Regions from separate parts of the Sus scrofa genome. Here region 2 is linked to region 1. The links are chromatin contacts, called in public HiChIP or PLAC-seq maps. All regions are on one chromosome and are shown on one strand. Each heading gives the region's core, a stretch centred on a gene start, on an enhancer-like site or on the middle of the called end of the contact. The rest is flanking DNA. Distances are from core to core; before and after follow the strand shown. Region 1 holds the start of GRK3 (beta-adrenergic receptor kinase 2). Region 2 holds the start of MYO18B (unconventional myosin-XVIIIb).

Region 1 (3,398 bases), core at 259-2,758:
ACAACTTCACTGAATATTGTGCCTTAGATCTTGAGAAACATCTGGTTAAAGCAGCCAATTGTGATGGCAGGCATACAGGAAAAAGATGAAGGGGGGTGGTAAGAGAAGAGAACAAAAGAGAGCAGGCTTCTTATATGACCAAATCAGGCTGCTTCTGCTGTGACATTACATTTAATGTCCTTAACCATTTCTGGTGAACTCTGTTGACCAGGTAAACTATTGACAGAACATTTACTCAAATCCTAGGAAAGTCGAGGCTCTTGGTGCAATGTGACCAGAGGGGATGAATTAAAAGTATATATATATATATTTTGATCCACTGATTCTCAGCTTATGTCTTTGTAAGACTTCCTGGGGACCCCTTAACATCACTCTGGCAGGAGTGATGGTTCTGACTGTGGACTTGTGTGTACCACTGTGAAAAAAATAAGAAGTAAATGAAAACCCCAGGCCCACAGGGGCAGTGGTGACTCCAGACACCCACTCCAGACTGAGGATCAGGAAGCTGGAAATTCCCTCCTGCCTGGGTGTTTGGCCTCCACCTCTTCTACTTCCCTATATCACCCTTGTGGTGGATCTGTGCTCACAGTAGGGCTCCCCTAATTGTTTCTTGAATTGATGGTAAAACCACAAGAGCAAGAATAATTCTAGTTCTCAGGGAACATTTTAACATCTAAACTCAAACCTTTGCGGGCAAGGGAGCAGAGACCACCCTTGGGCAGACAGCTCATCCACCAGTGGGCTCCTAAGGGCAGCTCCGCTCCCACGAGGGAGCTCTCACCTCATTTTGCCCTGCTTAGCTTGAGACAAGTACCCTATTCCAGCTGTTAGATTTCTCTTTTCTGAGTTTACGGGGCTGGGGGCCGGGGCCCGGGGGCGGAGGGGCGGTTTTCAGGGTCAGAACTGAGGCTTAGGGGCCGGTCTGCGGAGCGCTGTTCAAGGGTGACCGGGACCACGGCTTCAGCAGCACCTGGGCGGGACAGGTGGGCACATGCATTTCTGGGGCCACCCCAGACCTCCTGGAGGATGCTGATGGACACTGTCCAGTTTGAGAACTGACGTCTCCGGGGCACAGAGACCTCCCTTGGGTGGTAGGCGTCGGGTCCGGGGCGCCCCGGGCTCGCAGAGGTCCCAGGGGAGAGGGGGCGTGAGAGCGGCGGGAGCGGCGGGCGGGAAGTCGGGAGAAGAGAGAGGAGGAGGAGAGGAAGTCCCCCGTGGCCACTCTGAGGGGAGGGCGGAACGGTGCCTACAGGGACTGGGTCAGGCGGCGAAGGGTGGGCAGGGCCAGGCCAGGCTGCTCAGCCCGGGGGCCTGGGGGCACTGGCCGAGGGGCGCGCGCTCCCTGCCGACCCTCACGGAAGGGGCGGGGGCGGCGGCGCGTGCGCGGGGCTGCGAGCGGCGCGCGCAGGAGGCGGGGCGGGCACCAGGCTGCGGGGCGCTGAGCCGGACACGGGGCGCGCGGCGGGCGGAGGCGCGCGGGGGGGCGCGCGGCGCGCGGGAGCGCGCGCGGGGGGGCTGCCCCGGGGCGGCCCCCCACGTCGGGGCGAGGCGGGCGGCGGCGGCGGGAGCGCGTCCCGTCCGGGTCCCGAGGAGCCGCCGCCGCCGCCGCCGCCGCCGCTCGCCAACATGGCGGACCTGGAGGCCGTGCTGGCCGATGTCAGCTACTTGATGGCGATGGAGAAGAGCAAGGCGACCCCGGCTGCCCGTGCCAGCAAGAAGATCGTCCTGCCCGAGCCCAGGTACCGGCTTCCCGGGCCCGCGCCGACCCCTTCGTATCCGCCCCCCTGCGGCCGCCAGCGACCCCCTGTGTCCGGGAGGGTCGGGCGCTCAGGCGCTGCTGTCCCCCGGCCGGCGACCTCGGGGAGCGGGCGCTACGGGGTTGGCCTCGCCGTTCCCGCCTCTGAAATGGGGCATCGGAGGGCTGTCGGGCGGACTCCGGGATAAAGCGCCCGGCGCGGCGTGTGCAGCGCACCGCGAGCGCCCCAGCGAGGGGTTGCTATGATGTGGTTGTGACTTCGCTGGACGAGCTCCATCTCTTTCCCCCCTTCCTGTCCCATCCCAGTCTCTCGGTCCAGTCCCATCCCTGTGGTTCTCCCTGTTTCATTGCTGTGGTTTCCTCCTCCCCCAGGCTTGTCCTTCCAGCCCCATCCTTATCCCTATCCCACTGTCATCCCTTTTCTCCCCTCTAGCCCCAACATATGGTCCCCCGCCTGCCCCATCTCTGCTTGCCCCATGCCCGTCTTTCCCTAGTGTTCCATCCTGGTCGTTCCTTCCCTGGTTCGTCCTGCTGTTCCCCTTTGCAACTCCGTTCTCTCTTCAGCTCCCTCTGGGTGCCCGAGCTGGGGAGTGCAGGCGGTTTGCCGTTTACTCCGCGTACTTCAGTTGCTATTTTCTGTGCTTGCTCCCCTTGAGGTCCACCAGTCCAGTCAGCTCCCTGCATCCCTTTTCTCTTTTGTGCCCCCAGGCAACAGGGAGTGGATTCCCACCCACCAGGTTTTTTTATATTTTGGGTCTCTTGAGCGGCTTTCCTCAACTTGCAAGCGGACACTTTGTAAAAAGGTGGAAACGGGGCTCACTTAAAAATGCACGTTGAATGAGTGATTTTAGAAAGAATTTGTTGTTTAAATTACCAAAGAAGGGCCTGATTGGATTGCAAGGGGCTCGGGTGAGGTCCATACCAAGTTGTCATTTTAGCTCAAAAATGATTTATTATTGATGAAGTAGTAAAAAGACATGATTAGTTCATATCATTAGCACCACCCCAGAAAAGATCACACATCGGATTAATAGTGAGTTTCAAATAGTGTGCCCAAGGATTAGGGTTGGATTTTTTCCTAATTGACACTATTATGAGTTGTACGGAGTATGTGGCTTCTTGATGCTAAAGAGCTCTTGGTGGAGTTGATAAAAAGAGGCATCTCCTTTGTGGTGAGTTTGAGACCATGGCATTTTTGTGAAATATTGGAATCTAAACCAAAAACTATTCTCTGTTTTGAAAGCATCAGTCCTTCAAGGGCTACACATCCAGAATTGCTTCAGTGTTATCTTTGACATAAGAAAAAAAAACTCTTTCTTGTAATGATGCTGAGTGATCATCAGATTATTTTTACAAGTCCATGAGCCCGAGAGCCAGGATCTAGAAAATATCAGTCCCTTTGCATTATTTGTTGTGAAAAGTCAAATGGTGTACATGAATACATGCTTGCTGGATGTTTTTGGTCAGCTTGCCTTTCATAGCCCCTGCATCTTATAGATTTGTAGGGAGTATGCTGTGATGAGCAAAACCAAGCAGGGAAAGTCAAGAAAGAGTGGAGACCTTTTGGAGTGTTGTGAAATCAACACTACTATACCAGACTTTGAACTATATCTGAAGTTCATTGAAAATCAGTGCCTTTTAA
Region 2 (3,398 bases), core at 337-2,836, 160 kb after region 1:
TGACCTATACCACAGCTCACGGCAACACTGGATCCTTAACCCACTGAATGAGGCCAGGGATCGAACCCGCAACTCATGGTTCCTAGTCAGATTCATTTCCACAGTGCCACAACGGGACCTCCTTAATATACTTCAAATAAAATCATGTTTGTATTTTAAAAGTTTAAAATGATTAGTTTTCATGTGGTCAGGGTCCTGGTTACATAGTTATGTTCTGATTGTGTTTGTCAAGAAAAAGAGTGTCAGGGGACAAGGATTTCAGGGCACTGTTCACTCCATGTCCAGCAGCTCCATGCTGACCACATTCCTCCTGGATGTAGATGACAGTGAGTTGTGCCCAGCTATGTGGTCTTGGTTCATGGCATTGGTTGGGGTGGGAGCCAGGCAATGCCCGTGTGCTAACCTGTCTCTCTCTTCTCTCCCCACTGTCTCCATGGTCCGTCTCGTATCCGTCACCTCATGCGCTGCGTGTGTCCATAGAGTCACATTCTGTGCTGTCTGGCAGAGAGCTCCATCTCAGTCTCTCAACTCATCTCATCTCATCTCATCTCACAGTCCTGACATTGCCTCAGCATGGCCATCTCATCACGCCTCGCCCTGTGGGAGCAGAAGGAAAGTAACGCTCAGGGCTTGGGCTGCAGCCGCAGGGAACACCCGGACTCTCCAAGGATAAGTCACAGCCCTGGTGGCCAGGCAGCCTCCTCCCACCTCAGGGATTCTGCCATCCAGAGCCTCCCTGGGGGCATATACAGACCCCTTCCATCTTCTGCCTGGGATAGCCATGGCTGCTCCAGCTCAGCCAGGCATCAGTGACTGTGCCTTCCTTCCCTTGGCTGCTGGTCATTGCTGGTTCCTCAGCAGGTGGCAGAGGAATGAGGGTAGACCAGCTGTCCTGGCTCCAACCTCATGCAGCTCTGATGAGTGGGGAAGGTGGAGGGGAGAGCACGGCGGGGAGGCATAGCTGTTGGCAGGCAGGTCTATGCTATGGGGATGCGTTTCTGTGGTTCCTGCCTCTGTCACCATGGAGAACTGAAGGCGGGCCCTCCTTTCCAGTGATGCTCTTTTCCCTTTTGTATTTCTCACAAGATTCCATGAAGAGCTGCTGCTTTCTTTGATGCCTGTGAGCTCCTCCACCCCTCATCCCATGCTCGTGCACATGATTTGATAAATCGGAGGCTAAAGGGTAGAGGGGTTGAGAAGCTTCTTTCTGGCTGCCTCCTGGCTGCCTCTGTGGTTTCTGTACATACCGAGAGGGAGAGGTGTGGTGTAAGTGTGAGCCCAGCCTCCTGTGTCCCTTGCTTCTCTCCTCATGGGGAGAAGTCTGCCTTATCTCCTGGCCTCTGCTTTATCTCCTGGCCTTTCCTATCTCCTTTGGATGCTCCTTTTATCAGTGCGCTACAGAGGTCCCCTTTTATCAGTGCCAGCCTGTGAATAGGACTTTGATAAGGAGCTTATTTTAAACCAGCATGTAGCTTGCTATAAAAAGCACTTTTTAAAAAAATTTTTCAAAACTTATGTGCCATCACAGTTATGCTGGTTAAAGATACTCTCATGTTCCACAGCCAGTACCAGACCCAAAGATCGCTATGGCCGATGAAAGAGTCTCAGCTGCAGCTCAGGTCCAGCCAGCTCTGTCCTGGACCATGTTTCTGGTGCTTTAAAGCCCAGTGTTGTGGAGCCCCTGGCTGCCCGGATCCTGGTTTAAAGACCATCAGGAAGGCACAGCATGGGGTCAGCTGAGTGGGCTGGAACCCTAGGGCTGGATCCTTCCAAACCATGTCTAGAAGCCCTTCCCTCCCTTACTGTGCTCCTGGCATACAGAAAGTGATTAGAATGATGGATGAATCACTTAATCTGGTATATTAACTGTAAGCTGAAATGGGGCAGGAGAATGGTTCCCTGTGATCATCTCCTTGGAAACCAGAAAGGCTCCTTTTGGAACAGGTCTTCCCAGAGGTGGGTCTGTCCCACACCAAGGAAGGGAACCAGTGGCCTTGATCATCCAAGCTCTATCATGAAACTGTCCGGGCAGAGATTGCAGTAACTAGAGGGGCCTCTGGAGCTGTGCATTCCACTGTCATGTGCTGTCTTGAGGCTTCCCAGAGCCCCGCCTGCTTTGCTATGACCTCTCACACATGGGCTTGCTCATGTATGTCCTCTGGCCTCCTCCCTGGCTCCATCACAGGCTCTTTAAAGGGCAACTTGTCCTGCTGGTTCATTCACTGAGCTTTCTCTTTCCTTGCTTCTGCAAAACAGATTCGGGAAGAGGACAAGAGCCCTCCACCATCCTCGCCCCCTCCCCTTTTTTCTGTCATCCCAGGGGGCTTCATTAGCAGCTGGTCCGGGAGACTGAGAAAGAGTCCAAGGAGGCAAGGCGGAGGAAGCAGGCAGCACTTGCCTCTCCGGAACGGGAGGTAAGTGTCCACAAGAAGGGCACCAGGTAACCTCAGTACCATCGTGTCCTGTGAGCCTCCTCTGAGTCACCCGTCACTTGTTTTTATTCCTGCCGTCCCCACTTTGAGGAGTGTCCTACCTTCAGCATGATCTGTTGAGCTCCTATGCATCCTTCAAAACCCAGTTCAAATTTTAATTTCTGGAAAGCTTTCCCATTGCCTGCCGTCCTCTAATTCCCACTCCACCTGCTATGCCTGCCTTGATTGTGGTCAGCATAGTAATTACTTGATCATATAACTCATTTGACTAGGAAGTCCTTAAGAGCAACTCTTTCTTATTGGACTCTGTATCTTGAGCAGCTTATAAAACCTGGCCCATAATAGGCCCATAGTGAATTAAAAATTTTTGTTGAATGAATGAATGATATCAGTTGATGTATGATGGGGATCATTTTACCACTACTTTTGTGAAAAGAGAAACCTAAGTATTAGCTCAGGATGTATAGTTAGTTCACTTTCATTTAAGCAGAAAAGATGTTCCATTGGTATTCACTGGTTATTGCTGTGTTGGCTGTTAAAATATAACCCTTCCACCATACCAGGTGGTAGATGGCCATGGCCTCAGGTCCCAAGTGCCATCCTGCTGTCATGCTCACCTAGGCCCCTTCCCTGAGTCCGTCAGACTGGTCATAAGCCAATAATGAAAGGATTACTGCTCGGCACAGGTAGGCACCTCAGGACCCTGCTCCAACTGGCATCCCTTCTGATCACTTGATGTCCATTTAAAACCCTTGCCTGTTCTGAATAGAAGTGCTGGATGGAAGCAGTAAGTGAATGAGGTGCAGTCCCTATGCTTTACCTAAGGACCTGCAGATTTATCCCTGATGGTGACCCATGCTGCCTTTGTCCTTTTCCCAGCTCTTTAGCCAGGGCACTCTGGCAGGAGGATGAGGCTGGACCCCAGGGAAGTGGGCTTGGAGCACAGTGCACCTTGGGCATATTCCC

What was found. HiChIP or PLAC-seq counts read pairs in DNA pulled down with a chosen protein or histone mark.
Region 2: a contact with region 1 is called in an H3K27ac HiChIP or PLAC-seq map of skeletal muscle. The contact joins the promoter of MYO18B here to the promoter of GRK3 in region 1. A contact is called at or near these places in 3 of 47 Hi-C or Micro-C datasets (embryonic fibroblasts, fetal heart ventricle and skeletal muscle) and 2 of 2 datasets of contacts at active chromatin or transcription factors (alveolar macrophages and skeletal muscle).

The regions. Positions count from the first base shown.
Region 1 is chr14:43,303,747-43,307,144 of Sscrofa11.1, forward strand. GRK3 (beta-adrenergic receptor kinase 2) reads left to right here and starts at 1,509. Exons shown (of 21, transcript XM_001924379.7): 1 at 1,509-1,739. The coding sequence starts at 1,627. LOC110256814 (vegetative cell wall protein gp1-like) reads right to left here and starts at 1,628. Exons shown (of 2, transcript XM_021073681.1): 1 at 1,357-1,628; 2 at 911-1,223. The coding sequence starts at 1,628. The coding sequence ends at 911.
Region 2 is chr14:43,466,237-43,469,634 of Sscrofa11.1, forward strand. MYO18B (unconventional myosin-XVIIIb) reads left to right here and starts at 1,587. Exons shown (of 44, transcript XM_021073682.1): 1 at 1,587-1,652; 2 at 2,257-2,329; 3 at 2,332-2,414. The coding sequence starts at 1,587.